Linked DNA regions of Capra hircus: region 1 is linked to region 2. Evidence: chromatin contacts called from public Hi-C data. All regions are on one chromosome and are shown on one strand. Each heading gives the region's core, a stretch centred on a gene start, on an enhancer-like site or on the middle of the called end of the contact. The rest is flanking DNA. Distances are from core to core; before and after follow the strand shown. Region 1 overlaps PRKAR2A (cAMP-dependent protein kinase type II-alpha regulatory subunit). Region 2 holds the start of CCDC71 (coiled-coil domain-containing protein 71).

What was found. Hi-C and Micro-C count contacts between places; a contact is called where the count stands out from the background.
Region 1: a Hi-C map of blood shows a contact between it and region 2, with 3 times the contacts expected there. The contact joins the enhancer-like site here to the promoter of CCDC71 in region 2. A contact is called at or near these places in 2 of 5 Hi-C or Micro-C datasets (both in blood).

The regions. Positions count from the first base shown.
Region 1 is chr22:51,190,918-51,198,688 of ARS1.2, forward strand. It overlaps PRKAR2A (cAMP-dependent protein kinase type II-alpha regulatory subunit), which reads left to right. Exons shown (of 11, transcript XM_013973513.2): 3 at 7,021-7,073. Among named protein-coding and RNA genes, the nearest start is that of PRKAR2A, 32 kb to the left of the region's middle. Within about 2 kb of position 1,849, at least 3 of the 5 cell types and tissues checked have an H3K27ac peak or open chromatin away from gene starts, as enhancers often do.
Region 2 is chr22:50,932,046-50,938,963 of ARS1.2, forward strand. CCDC71 (coiled-coil domain-containing protein 71) reads left to right here and starts at 5,148. Exons shown (of 2, transcript XM_018066639.1): 1 at 5,148-5,252. KLHDC8B (kelch domain-containing protein 8B) reads right to left here and starts at 2,149. Exons shown (of 6, transcript XM_018066637.1): 1 at 1,705-2,149; 2 at 265-774. The coding sequence starts at 640.

The DNA of each region.
Region 1 (7,771 bases), core at 599-3,098, 260 kb after region 2:
TACACTAGATCTCAACCCTCATCCTTCCAGCAGTTACCTCCTCTTTATCCTGCATGATCTTCATCCTTCAGCTGGATTTTCTCAGCAGCATATCATTGGTGCTCCCTTCTTAAAATGAAACTTTTACAAATCACTCTTCCCTCTCCAGCTGCCACTCTTTCTCTCTGCCTATCTTTATAGCAAAACCTCTCCAAAGAGTGGTCCATACATGCTTCCCGTTCTCTTCTGTTCTCTCTTGAGCCCATTCTAGTCAGACTTTTGTTCCCATATCTCACCAAAGCTACCTGTGTGGACTGCTCACTCACATTCTTCAGACCCTCATGTGAAGGATACCTTCTCAGGCCTTAAGTAAGGCCTATCTGAAATCCTTGCCCCTCCCCAGCACACAAACACAGCCTATCTCCCTACTTTATTTTCTCCTTAGTGCCCTTCCTCTTTTAACTTACTTATCCCATTTACCATCTAGTTCACTATGCAAGGGTATAAATGCCAGTCAGGCAGGGGTATAAATGCCAGTCAGGCAGGGAATTTCATCTGTTTTGTTCACTGGTGTATCGTTAACATTTGCAACAGTGTTGGTAAATATGGCCGGATCAGGAAGGATCAGGAATCAGGAAGAGAAATTATTGTAGGCAGAAAAAAAATCAAGAAGCGCTTCTTGGAGGGAGGCAGAAATTGCACTGGAAGTTGAAAAACATGGTTATTCTTGGGCTAGTACCAAGAAGGATGCATTCCAGGTAGAAGAATGTCTGAAGCCTTGAAGGAGGATAAACGGGACCCAGCTGCTCTGGCCATAGGAGAGGAGATGAAATTGGAGGAGCTTCTCTGGCGGTCCAGTGGTTAAGACTCTGCTTCCACTGCAGAGAGCATGGGTTCAGTCCCTGGTCAGGGAAGATCTGCATGTGCCAATGAGGTGCAGCCAACGGAAAAAAAAAAAAAAGTTAATGAAATAAACTGGAAAGAGAGTTAGGGAATGGACTCCTGATGTGATCCAAGGATCTCAGCTAAACTATTTGTGTGAATACATGTGCTTCTGTCAGACACTGCAGAAGAGAATTCAGCTCTCAGGATGTCTGACTCAATAATAACCTGGAAGGTAAAGCAGCAGAGGAGAGCTCGCAGTTGTTGAGTGTCTCCTGTGAGCCAGGCCTTGTATTTAAATGTCTCCTCCTACTATTAACCCTTTAACATGGTTCTAGGATTGTTATACCGTCATACCGTTGAAGAGACCAAGGACTGGGGACGTAGAGAAATAGTGTGGAATAATGGATCCACCCTCAGACTGTAGTGTGAGTAGCTTCAGAGATGAGGCCTTCCCCTCTTTGATGCTGCCTCTCCCCTCCAAAGTATTGGAATTGAGAAACTGCAGCTTCCAAATCCTACGTTCTAGCAGAACAGCCCCTCTACATCAAGCAATGAATACATCAGTTGGAAGACAGTCCATAAATTCTTTAAAGGCAGATTTCTTGAATTTGTCCTAGATTAGCATTGACTGTCCTTGAGCTTGAAATATCAGTTTGATTCTGTTACTTTAAAAACTTAAAAAAGAAAAACCAAAAACCTTTCATTTTACAGACTACTGCTGTTTAAAAAGGCACCCAGTCTGTAGTGTTTTGTTATGGCAACCCTAGCTCTCTCATATACCAGGCTGTATCAACTCTTCACGGGAACCAGCAGGACAGCGCAGGGCCTGAAGCCAGTGACCAGGCCTGGTAGAAATGAAGGGGTTTTCTCTCACAAGTACATTTTAGTGATTCACATTTCTGGATGAAGAAAGCAGCCGTTAAAACCTAGAGGAGGAAGTAATGCTGGCTGATCTATTGTTCCTTTATACAGTTCCCTGTTACTAACTAGTGACATCTGCTGGACAGTGGGGGCAACATTGACTCCCTCAAGTGAGGGGCTGTGCTGTTCTTTTAGCCTTTGTCTTCAGCAGGTCTTGAGCATCTCAGGACATTCAGTGTAGTTCTTGAGGCTGCAGAGAGGATCACACTGACGCTGGGACTCCCCAGGTAACTTTTACACTGAGATAAGCTTCCTGATATTTAGAGCCATAAGGGACAGCAATCACAGAGACCTAAGAATAGATTTTTACATAGAAAATGAGAAAAGTAATTTGGGATCAGGATCAGGAAGAAGTAGAGAGGTTGAGGTAAACAGAGGAAGAAGAAAAAGGAGCTGTCTGGTGTTCAAAAAGAAAAGCGAAAACATCCAAACCAATTAAAAAAAATAAAGATACACTGTTTTTCTACTAATGTCTGTGTACTCAGTCGTATCCAACTCTTTGCGACCCCATAGACTGTAGCCCACCAATTTCTCTGTCCACGGGATTTCCCGGGCAAGAATTCTGGAGTGGGTTCCTACTTCCTTCTCCATTTTTCACAAATAGGAAACATTAATGATTTTAATGAAAATAATTGCTTTTGTTTAAATCATAGTGCTGTGTCTTAAGACTTCAGGATGTAACATTTGTTGCCTCAGTTACATTAATGTCTAAAAATACAAAAATGAGCTAAGTGCTACAGTACTTTCCTCCAAAATCAGAAGAAGAGCAAGCCTGAAAATAAGCGAGCTCAAGACTAAGTGTCATTATCAGTAAAATCCTGTCAGTCTCATCATTAAAAGACTTATTATTTTCAACTTTTTAAATGAAAAATTTCCATACATATGCAAAAGTAGAGAAAGTATAATAATCCCCATGTACCCACCTGTTTCCCAAATGAGGGTTTTTTAAATGCATTTTTCAAAGAAGACATTTTGAAATCCTGGACCAAGGAGTAACAGGGTAGATGGAATAAAGGTCAAGTATGAGAATATTTCTGAGGCAGAATTTGATGTAACAAATTTGGGTAACAGGTGGAAAGAAGGCAGTAATAGTGAGTTCCAAATTTCTAGTTTAGAAAACTGGGCTGACAATGACAGCATTAATCAAGAGCACAGAGAACCAAGAAGTTTGCAGTTTAACATAGTATCTGATGAGCTGCCTTCAAAACAGCTTCCTCAACCCCCTACCCAAATACCTATGAAAATGTGAAAAGTGACAGCAGTAACATCTAAGAACTCAGGAAGGTGTCTGCCTTAATCTTTAGGACAGACCTAAGATGAACTTGTTTCCTTGTGGAGACAAGAACGGCTTGGTGAAAGATAAGGAATCATTATATTCCATCCCTTACCTGGCTCAGCTCCAAAAGCCTGTGCTACCAGGGATTGGGCAGCGCTCTATACAGAACATTACCTGATGCTGTTTTAGGAATTAGAATGATGTCTGTTCTCTTACTCCCTTCTCCCGAGTTTTTCTCCGTCTCTTTAAGGATCCTGGTTTCCTATTAGGCAGAGAATTAATGGCAGTGCAGCACAGAAGGCATGGCCCACACCTATAGGCTGGACAAGAAAGGGCGTCCTGTCTACAGGTCATGTGGGGAGTCACCGTTTCTCAGGTATTCCATTAGTTCAGAAAATCAGTGGGAAGGAGGAAGCTGGAGGGCAGCTAGACCAGCACTGCAGGGAGTAAATGTCTCTAAGAAATCAGGGATTGAGAGTGGTATGTATCATCTCATCCCTTCATTGTAGATACATAGAGATTTTTAGCCATCATACAGAAGAATGGAGTGTAGGGTCAAGAACCAGTTATATTCCTTACCTGCTCACAAATAAGACGTAAACCCTAACAAACATTATAAGGCTTGTAAATGAACTTGGTGGATTAAGGATATAAGAAGAATGAAGATTAGAAGGGTCCACTACAGAATGCTAATTTGTTGTTCAGTTGCTCAGTCATGTCTGACTCTTTGCGACCCCATAGACTGCAGCACGACAGGCTTCCTTGTCCTTCACCATTTCCTGGAGTTTGTTCAGACTTATGTCCATTGATTTGGTGATACTATCCAACCATATCTGTCCTCTGTTGTCCCCTTCTTCTTTCAGTCTTTCCCAGCATCAGGGTCTTTTCTAGTGAGTCAGTTCTTCACATCAGGTGGCCAAAGTATTGGACCTTCAGCTTCAGCATCAGTCCTCCCAATGAGTATTCAGGGTTGATTTCCTTTAGGATTGATTTGATTTGATCTTGCAGTCTGAGGGACTCTCAAGAGTCTTCTCCAACACCACAGTTCCAAAGCATTAATTCTTCGGCACTCAGCTTTCTTTATGGTCCAACTCTTACATCCATACGTGACTACTGGAAAAACCATAGCTTTTGGAAAAACCATAGCTTTGACTAGATGGACATTTGTCAGCAAAGTAATGTCTCTGCTTTTTAATATGCTGTCTAGGTTGGTCATAACTCTTCTTCCAAGAAGCAAGCATCTTTTAATTTCATGGCTGCAGTCACCATCTGCAGTGATTTTGGAGCCCAAGAAAATAAAGTCTGTTGCTGTTTCCATGATTTATCCATCTGTTTGCCATGAAGTGATGGGTCCAGATGCCATAATCTTAGTTTTTTAATGTTGAATTTTAAGCCAGCTTTTTCACTTCTCCTCTTTCACTTTTATCAAGAGGCTCTGTAGTTCCTCTTCACTTTTTGCCATAAGGGTAGTATCATCTGTATATCTGAGGTTATTGGTATTTCTCCCAGCAATCTTGATTCTAGCTTTGCTTCATCCACCCCAGCATTTTGCATGATGTACTCTGCATATGCGTATAAGTTAAATAACCAGGGTGACAATATACAGCCTTGACATATTCCTTTCCCAATTTGGAACCAGTCTGTTGTTCCATGTCCGGTTCTAACTGTTGCTTCTTGATCTGCGTACAGATTTCTCAGGACGCAGGTTCAGGTGGTCTGGTATTCCCATTTCTTTAAGAATTTTCCACAGTTTGTTGTGATCCACTCAGTCAAAGGCTTTGGCATAGTTGCATGAGAGGGCAAGAGAAGTAAAAATTTTAAGGGCAAAATCTGTAATACAAGACAGCCTTGAAGAGAGGACAGTTGTTGAAAGAGCTCGGATAGAGAAAAGAACCAAGATAATGGCAATTAAAGTTCCAGAAAACCAGAACAAATGAAACGTGATAATAGCAGTAGTTCAACGAGTTGGCATTTACTGCCTCCTTACCGTGTGCCCCGCGCTTGTTTACTTGAAACCTTACAACAGTCTTCAGAGGGGAATTGCTACTGTTAGCTCCAGTGTGCAGAAGAGAAGGTGGAGATTTGAAGTAAACCAAGCCAGGTCACACAGTTATTGCAAATAATTGAGGATTTTTTAGAAGAAAAACTTTTCCTTAGCTGTAATGACGTATACTAAAGCTCTTGTGAGGAAGGAACAGGTTTGTAGCTTTCTGGGTAACGCCAGTGATCACATCTAGACATTCCTGACAAAATAGTTTATGAGTAAACTAACTTTTTTATTCATTACATAATTCATTGTGTCTACTATTGTCATCCCTAAGGGTAAGATTTTAAAAGCATGACTTGTATTGCATCTCCAATTCTAACTCATCTTGTGTTCTGTATTTGTATTAATATTCCCCTTTTTTCCAGTGAAAAACTAAGTATATATTTTTTTACTCACAACTGTAGTACACAGAGGAGTTTTGGAATTATTGTACCACTGCCGACATCAGTTCTTTTTTGTCATTGGATACATCCCACTGGTCAGATTATTATGCTCAGAAGCTACTTAAAATCACTCCCCTTTCCTTTTCTGTGGTTATGTTATCAACCTGATATGTGGTTAGATTCATTAGTTTCTCTTGGTTTTCAATTTTCGGGTTCCTCTATCAAATTTATTGTTAAGACTATATAAAACATTTTAACAGGCTTAAATGTCAAAACTATGTAAAATTTTGTTCTCAGAGAAGTTTCATTCCTTTCCCTACCCTGTCCCTTTTTTGTTTCTGCCTACCTTCTAGGAAACAATTTTATTATTTTTTGGTTTATCCTTCTCTTGTTTCCTTTTGGAAAAATAAATACATTAAAAATTTTTATATGGGCTTTCCTGGTGGCTAAGCTGGTAAAGAATGCAGTGTGGGAGATCTGGGTTCGATCCCTGCGTTGGGAAGGATCCCCTGGAGAAGGGAAAGGCTACCCACTCCAGTGTTCTGGCCTGGAGAATTCCACGGACTCTATAGTGCATGGAGTTGCAAAGAGTCGGACACGACTGAGTGACTTTCACTTTCACTTTTGTGTATGTGTGTGTGTGTGTGTGTGTGTGTGTGTATTCATACTTATTCCCTCTCCCCATCGCTTTTAGCTCTCCTTCTTTCTCATGGAAGTCCTTCTTTATGGAAGGACAGTCTGCTACATATTAATAGTATATTCTTCACCTCCTTTTTTGGCCTTTTTTCCCATAGAGCTGACTGTTAATTAGCCAAAGGGGGTCTTTCTCAATCTTCCTCATAGCTGAATCATTCAAATGCATACTTACATCATTTATGATATTCTGGTATTGTAAGCAATTGTTTAGTTAGCATTTTTTTTTTTTTTTTGGTTAACATTTTTAAAATCTTTGAATTACGATAAAGACAAGTCCTGCAGCCCATTGGTGCAAACACAGATTACCTACAAAGAAAACCGAGTCGGCTTTAAATTATATAATATTGTATTTATAAGAGAGCCTGACAAATAGTATTATATTCGTTTTGTTAAAATTCATTCTTTTAAGTCATTCTAATACATAAGGAGGTTGAGATATTTAGATTTTTTTGTGAGTACTCCAATTCCATATCCATATGTCTATACTGCGTGTATTGTACTTGGTGGTTTTCTGTTCCTGCTTCATAGCTCAGCAGAGACAGCACTTCCTTGCTTATCCTTGTCACTACCATAGAATTTAGTAGATGAGGTTTTTTTATGGTTTCTCTCCTGTTTAATCTGCCAATCCCTGGATAGCTGACTATTCATCACTAGCAAAATGCCTGGCATTACTAGGTACTTAGTATATTTGTTAATTGAAGGAAGGGGTTGCAAAGTTCATTATAGCTTTAGAAAACAGTGAACAAAAGGAAATTATGTTTACTTCCTATTTTCCAGTAAAATACACATGTTTTATTCATTTTTCTCTTTATTTTTTTTCTCTCCAACTTTAGTCTGTGCTGAGACCTATAACCCTGATGAGGAAGAGGAAGATACTGATCCAAGGGTAAGAACTGCAGCAAAGGGATTGGGTAGAATAATTTCAGTCCCCACTCACTCCCCTTTTCCTCTATACCAAGTCTAATTATGCTGATATTTAAAATGAATACAGATTAAAATCTCAGCAAGATACCATCTTTTATCTAACAGACTGACAATTATTAAGAAGAATAGGAAGCAAGATTGGTTGAGGATATGGTAGGGGTGCCTAGTTGTAGCTATCAGCTTTACACTTAGTCAAGCCAACTGACTCAGCAGTTACCTGCAGGAGAATTCATGCCTATCAGTTGCATCCTTCCTAAGGATCCTTTCTAAGGAGGTTAATGCAGTACTATAATAGTGAAAGATGGAAGCAACATAAATGAACTAAAATAGGGGTTTCCAGGAGCTAAATTCTGGCGCATTCAAATCAAGAAGATCTGAAGCCATTGGAAATGATGGTACAGGACTGGTTTAATGACGTGGAATGATGTAAATTTGAGGTACAGTTTATACAGCATTTTATAATAAAAAAAATTTTAAACATCTATCCATCTTCATACCTATTTACTTGTTTACTTATTTGTAAAAAGATTTATGCCTGGAAGGATACATCCCAGATTTTAATCCCAGTAGGGATTTTACATCCCAGTAGTTGTTGCAAGACTACAGTTGATTTGGGGGTTGCTTTTTCAAAAACTCAGATTTTTCAACTTTTATATAGTG
Region 2 (6,918 bases), core at 3,898-6,397:
CAGGGAGGTGGCCTGGCCCTCCCATCATGCTGGCAGCTAGCGAGGGCTCTGAGTCCCACCCCACAGCTGGAAAACAAAGCAGTTAAGGCTGCTGCTGGCCCAGCTCAAAGCTAGGTAGGGAAGGCTACAGGAGGCAAATCCATGTCCAGGGCACCTAGGCAAAATGTACAGCTCCCACCCAACCTCTGAAGGTAAAGGGACCAAGTAAGGAAAGAATGGAGGCTACTGGGGCACCTGACGGACCTTCCCTGGGAAGCCACTCACCTCTTTCCACAGTCGCAACCCCCATGGCGGCCTGAGGGAGAGTGGCCCGACGCTCCCAACGGCCCTCGTCAGCCAGGAAGGCCTCCACAGCAGCTACCGGACTCTGGCCCTCATCTACACCACCCACCACTAGCACCTGCTTGCCCAGTACCACAGCAGCCGCACCAGCCCGGGCAGTGGGCAGGGGCGCCAGTGCCACCCACGTGTGCGAGGCCATATCCAATGTCTCGGCAGTGTCCAAAGGCAGTCCAGCCCGGCCACAGCCCCCCAACACAAGCAGGTTCCCATCCTGGTACGCCACTGTGCCATATACCCGGCAGGTGGGCATGGGTGGGAACACCTGCCAAGCAAAGGCCCGGCCTCCTCCTGTAGCCATGGTGTTCACCTACAGTGGCAGGCCATGCTGTCTGCTCAGGCTGCAGGCCTCAGTGAAGGGCATGATGGGGCCTCATCTTGACTCTACAGGGGCTATAAGGGAGTGAGGGGCCAGTCCAGGGACTTGGTCTTCACCTACAGAAGAGATGGAAAATGAAGAGTCAGAGCCTGATAGGATACTGAGGAGCACTCTGGCCCCAAACTGCTGGTGGGAAAAGCAGAGGGAAGACCCACCCCCACTGGCTAGCACACTGATGTGGATTCCCTCCTGGAGTGGGAACAAGGGCAGTCTCCCAGTTACCCAGGCAATTTCCCCACTTCCTCTGGGGCTTGAGGAACTCTCCTCCCATACCTTGCCCTCACCTAGCTGCTCCCTGGTTGAATCTAGGTCTAGGTGGGAGGTAAGGTAACTAGGGTAGGACTTTCCACACTAGCCCCGCTCCCTTCCCCTCAACAGTCCACACCCTGGTGCTCTGCATCGGTGGAGTTAGACTGGACCCTCCCCCTTACTGGCTTCCAGGGTGCTCTGGACAGCCACTGGGGTCTCCCACCTACTGCCGAAGATCAGACTCCAGGGTATCCTTACATCCCGTTTGGGAATCATCCCATAGAGTCCATCCATTCCTCAGCAAAAGACCAAGATCAGGGTGCTGGAACCGGGAGGGGAGGGGCTGGAGGCCAGAGTCCCACATTTCGCCTCAAGGTCTATCCTCAGGGGTCTGCCCCTGCCCCGTCCCTGGTGACCTGATGTCCGGAAAGGGGAGGAGGGTGATTTGGGGAACCTAGGAGCCCTGGACTCTAGGTTCCCAGAGTCCAGGGCGTTGCCAGCAGGAATGGATAGCTGACTTTACAGCAGATTCCCAAGTTCCCAGGCTTCTCTTTTCCCAAGGGGGGCCATATTCCTAGGACCCCCGGCGCCAGGGCCTCCTGGCCCCAAACTTCCAGCTCGGGTAACGGGGGCGGGCGGGGGGTGGGGGGAAAGGGAGGCGGGTCCTGACGAGCGTGCTTGGGGCTCTACATCGCGCGCCCCAAACTTCCCCTGAGCGCGGCTCCCGCGGGACTCACCGGCCCGGGCTCCGGCGTCGCCGGGCGCAGGGTCCACGGCTCTGGCTCCGCTGGTGCCGGCTCTAGCTGGGGCTGAGGCCGGGCTCCGGCGGGGCTCAGACTCTGCTCCGGCGCGGGGCGGGGCTGGACGGGGTCCGCCCCTCGCCCCCCCTCCCGACTCGGGAAACCCTTCCCCCTGCTTTAACCCTGCACCTGCCGTGGCCGGAGCAGGGCGCACCGACCTAGGGTCACCGGCACACGGGTGAACAGACAGACGGACACGTGGACACTGGGCCTGGATTTGGGGTCCGACCTCGGGCAGCGGGGAGAAAGGAAGCGGCGATGGGCCTCACGACAGTGTAGGATGCGGGCGGTTCTGAGCGGGACCCAGCCTGGGAGCACCCGCTAAGGGCCGGACCAGGAGAACCTGGGGAATTAGGGAGCGGGCGCCCGCCCACCGCTACTGCGCTCTCAAGAGCCCACGACCGGCTTTGCGGCGGCGCCCCCTTGAGGCCTCTTAGGGAAAGGCCTGGGCGTTTGGCGGGGGCAATGGCTGGGTCTCCCTTCCCCAAGCTCCGACAGGGCACAGAAGAGGTTGTGTGATGCACATCCAGGCTAGCCGTGGGTGGAGGAGCAGAAGGTGCCAGCCTCAGTACTTGACAGGCCCTTCCACAGGTCTGGGTGGGGACAGTTTGTGTGGGGGAGTGTAACTGAGCAAAGGATGGAGTCAGAGGCCACGGACCTCCCAGGCAGGTCACTCTGGGTTTATCCCGTGGGGCCTAAGGCAGTTTGTGACTGTCCATCCTCACGGTCCTGTGCCTGCCTCTAGCCAACTCGGGGGTCAGGCCAAAGCAAGTTGCTGTGACAGAGGCCGACCTACCTTAGACCCAGACCCTGGCTCATCCTATCTTCTCAGTCTTAAGAGTACTGGCTGAGTCTGTGAGCTGGAGCCCATTTGTACAGGTCAGTGGTCACCTAAGAGCAGAGGTCCTCATGGATGTTTGTGCTTGCTACCATCCTGTCCCTATTTTATAGACAGTCTGCCTCATGTTCGCCAGAAGCACACCTGGAGACTGAGACACAGGTGCAGTTAATGTGGGAAATGAGGACAAGAAGCACCAGCAGAGAAGTGGCAAGAAGACAGGGAAACCAGCCAATTAAGGGTGTGTCAAGCAAGTTCCCACTGTGGGCAGCAGGGACCAAATCCTGCTGGGGACTCTGGGAGCCAGCACAGAACATGGGCCTCACATTACTATTCCAATCAGAGCAAGGGTTGCTAAGGTACTGATTCTCACACCTCCATCAGAAATGGGCTGAGAGGAGCTCCGGGGCATGAATACCTTAGCCTGCCTTCTCCATGACCAGAGAGTCTTCAGTCCCTTTCAGGGCCTGGCAGATGGAGTTAGAGGGCCGGCAGGGAAATGGTGCCAAGCCTGGTTGCAGATCCTGGCTAGAAGGCTTCCATCCTCCCACTCCATTCTCTCAACATGCTCCTCACTCAAACCACTGGTACCTTCCTCCTTAGAGTATTCACACTGTCCTGCACACCCTCTCACATTTCTCACTATTCCCTTTCCAGGCCTCTTCCCCCTCTCCTGGCCAGCAATTAAGCACATAAAAGCATCCTACCTTTAGCTCCCTCCCAGCACCTGAAGTCCCTCCAGTGTCCCCTTCCTTACAATTAAACTCTTGAAGTCATCTTCTCTTACAGGTTCCACTGCCTTAATGCCAACCTTACATCTACTACCACTGCTCCTCAAAACTTGGTCTTGCCAAAGTCACCATGGCACACCATAAAAAATGGGGGAGGGGCACTGTGATCGTTTTCTTAACTGAAATTTTGCTGGCATCTTCAAAGCTTCACCCCTTGTGACCCTGGCTTTCTCCTGTTGCTTGTCCTGCCTCTCAGTCTTTTACAGGCCCTGCTTCCTCTCCCATCCTAGGAAGCGGCTCCTCAAGACCCAGCCTTAGCTTTCCTCCTTGGCACATAGACTCCCTCCTGGGGTGATCCCTTCAAGACCACTGGCCTCCTTCGCATCTAGATCTTCACCAGATCTCTGCTTTGGTGGATACGGGTCTAGGGTCCATCACTCAGGGCTAGAAAAGATGCCAAATGGAGGGACTTCTCTCGTGGTCCATAGGTTAAGAATCTGCCTTGCAAAGCAAGGAATACAGGTTCAGTCACTGCTCAGGGTACTAAGATCCCACATGCCTCAGAGCAACTAAGCCCATGTGCCATAACTAGAGAGTCCATGCGCCACAACAAAAGCATGACACAGCTACACAACTGAGACACAACTAAGACCTGACACAGCCAAATAAATATTTAAAAGATGCCAAGTGGAAAGCAAGGGCTGGATCCTGGGATCACCCTGAGGTCTCTTCAGCCTCATCTCATCTGATCCCAGTCAGCATCCACCAGAGTCCAGGTCAAGTCAGACTTGGTCCTGATGAATGATCCCAGAGAGTTCCATCCCAGATATATTGGGTGCCAAGAGGCAGAAGGATCAGCCTCCCCTCAGAGAACTAGATACCTCAGACCACTTTCCCTCAGCCATACCATTCCCCTAGTTCTAATGTCTGGAAGGGATACAGACTGGGGATGGACCTACCCTTTTTTGTTCTCCATTTTGCATTGACTTCTAGATTGGACATCACTAGAGATGTATCCTCTTTTCGGGACACATCTAGGCCCATGCCATCCCTGGAGGCTGGGCTCTGCTTCTTCATGGAATTGGATTCTGTTTATACAGGCTTGGCCCCACTTGCATACAGAGGGCAACACTGCTGGCTTTGGAGAAGCTGTGGAAGAGAACTTGGGCAGAAGGTGAGGCTGAATTGGTCCTAAGAATGAACAGTTAATTCTCAACCATGGATGGGGCAGAAATGGGGCTCACCCACTGCTGGGGACTGAGAGTGCTAAGGTGGGACTTCCTGATTGCACCCTCTGAGACCCTGGCCTTTGAGAGCCCACAGTTCTCTTCTCTTTACCAACACAAGGGGACCAGAAGCATTGACTAGAGGAGCAGGAGAGTTTGCATTTCCTGCTGGATATCTTGGCTATGCTTAAAGGCACAAAAGACCCCCAACCACCAGGGGTGAGGCCGTGAGGTGCTTAGGGGCACAAGGTTAGGCCTAGGGTGGAGTGTTTTTCTCTTTAGGGTTGCCCAGACCCCTCTGTATAGGCAGAGAAACGTAGAGTAGCCAGAGGATCCTGGGATTTTATGGGGAATGAGGAGGGCTATTAACCAGTGCCCAGATGAAGCATCCAGACACCCTCTGTGACTGCCCATAGGCTTCTAAAAGCACCTCTGCCCCTCACACTCCTGCACAGGCTCCCAAAGGTTTAGAGCGGTCCCTGCTGCTACCTCCTCCAGGAAGTCGTCTCTGGTTCCTACTTGTCCGGCCCCTAGACTTTGGGGGAAACGGGGTCTCGGGGGGTCAAGGGTCATTAGGGCGGGCCAGGTCCCGGAAGCGGAAGCGCTTTGACTTCCGGTGCGCAGCAGGCGGCCATGTTGGATCAACGAAGGCGGCGCAGAGGCGCGTCCTGGGTCCCCGCGGCGTCGCCGGTAGGTTGGGGCCGTGGGCCTAGCCACGCCGCGGAGGGGCCGTCCGCGAGGCGGCAGGGCGGTGGGCCGGATGGCCGGCTCTTTCGGGACCAGCGCCCTCCGCCGACCGGGATGAGACACCCCCCCCACCCCGTGCCCAGAGACCCCACCCTGGGGCTGTGAGACCCGGTCAGGCTCCCACTGCCTGCTAGTACATTTCGCTGCCTCCAAGGTCCCTCGCGCCAACTCTCGGCTTGGGCACCAGGAACGCGGACTCCCAGCCTGAGGGCCCTGATCTTCCCTACCCCGGTTCCACTTGGATAGGGCTGCTCTCGTCCCGCATTTGTCAGTTTCCTCTGCCGGTCCCAGGGATAGTTGAGAAGTCAGGGGTCGGGCTGCAGCTTCTGTTTTCCGGAGCCTTTTGGAAAGCCCAGAAGACCCCTCCCAAGGGCCCTGGCCAACCTGGGCGGAAGAGCCCCAATTTACCCCCAACATCCTTATTGTACAGTAGTTCACTGTTCTGGGAACTACAGCCCTTGGCGGGGCGGGGGTGGGATAATAAAAGAACCAAAGTCATGTGCAAGGACTGTACTTGGAGAATGGCCTCCGGAGAGGGGAAGTGCCTGAGACACCTGAGGATCCAAGAATATTTCCAAACAAAGAGCCCCAGGGCACTTCCTCCAGGGAGTTCTGAAAACTTCTGCTATCTATTAGGGAGGAGGAGGAAGCTGCACTGAGACACCTCCTGGCTCCAGGGACCTGCCTGATCCCAGCTGATCTTTTAATGCTCCTGAGCAGCTGCGGAGCTGCCTCTGGGACCCCTCAGTGCCGGATTGGGCTAGATTATTAGTCCTGATTGACGGCCTGCAGCTTCTTCAGAGAAGCCTGGGACAACTTGATTCTTGCCAGTAGCTCCAAATGGGCAGTATCGAATTTTGTATTTCTAAGCTTCAATTAGGACCACTCAGCTCTCTTGGGCCCACTAAGCATCTTACTTGGAGTCTGTGGCTCCCACTGTCAGACTTTGTGCTTTGGTCTGGCTGCCTGGCCCTAGGCTGCCTGATTGTCTAGTTGTTCAGTCAGTCAGTCAGTCGTGTCCAGCTCTTTGAGACTGCAGCACGCCAGGCTCCCCTGTTCTTCACCATCTTCAGAAGCTTGCTCAAACTCAAGTCCATTGATTGTCTAGAGATAATTTATTAGTACCTGCTACTCATCATCTTTTTCCTTTCTGTTGAAGGAGAGGCTGGCTCTTTCTCTGGGGTTGCTCTCCATGGCTCTAGTGCTAGGAATTGTACCTCTGATTGAGTTGGCTGGGAACTCAGAAAGCCAGAAATGGTCATGGATTTGGGGTATAAGTCTGGGCCCTTAGGCTGGCATTCAGGCAGCATTCAAAGCTTGTGCTGCACTGCTTTCACTGGTTTTTCCAGCTGACCCTCCCAGCCCTGACCACAGATTCCAGTCATACCAGGTTTGCCCTATTCTTTCTCACTTTGGAGCCATTGCATTGGCTGTTCCCCCTTTTGTACCATCTCCACGTGGTCCTTTCATGTTCTTCACTCACGTGCCACATGGGTATTCCTCTCGGGAATCCTCCTGTTGGCAAGCTGAGCTGTATGCCAGTGTGCATCCCAAGGACCTTAAGAGTATCTCTATCTTGTCTTCTGTACAGGGCTCCTGGCAGAGGTAT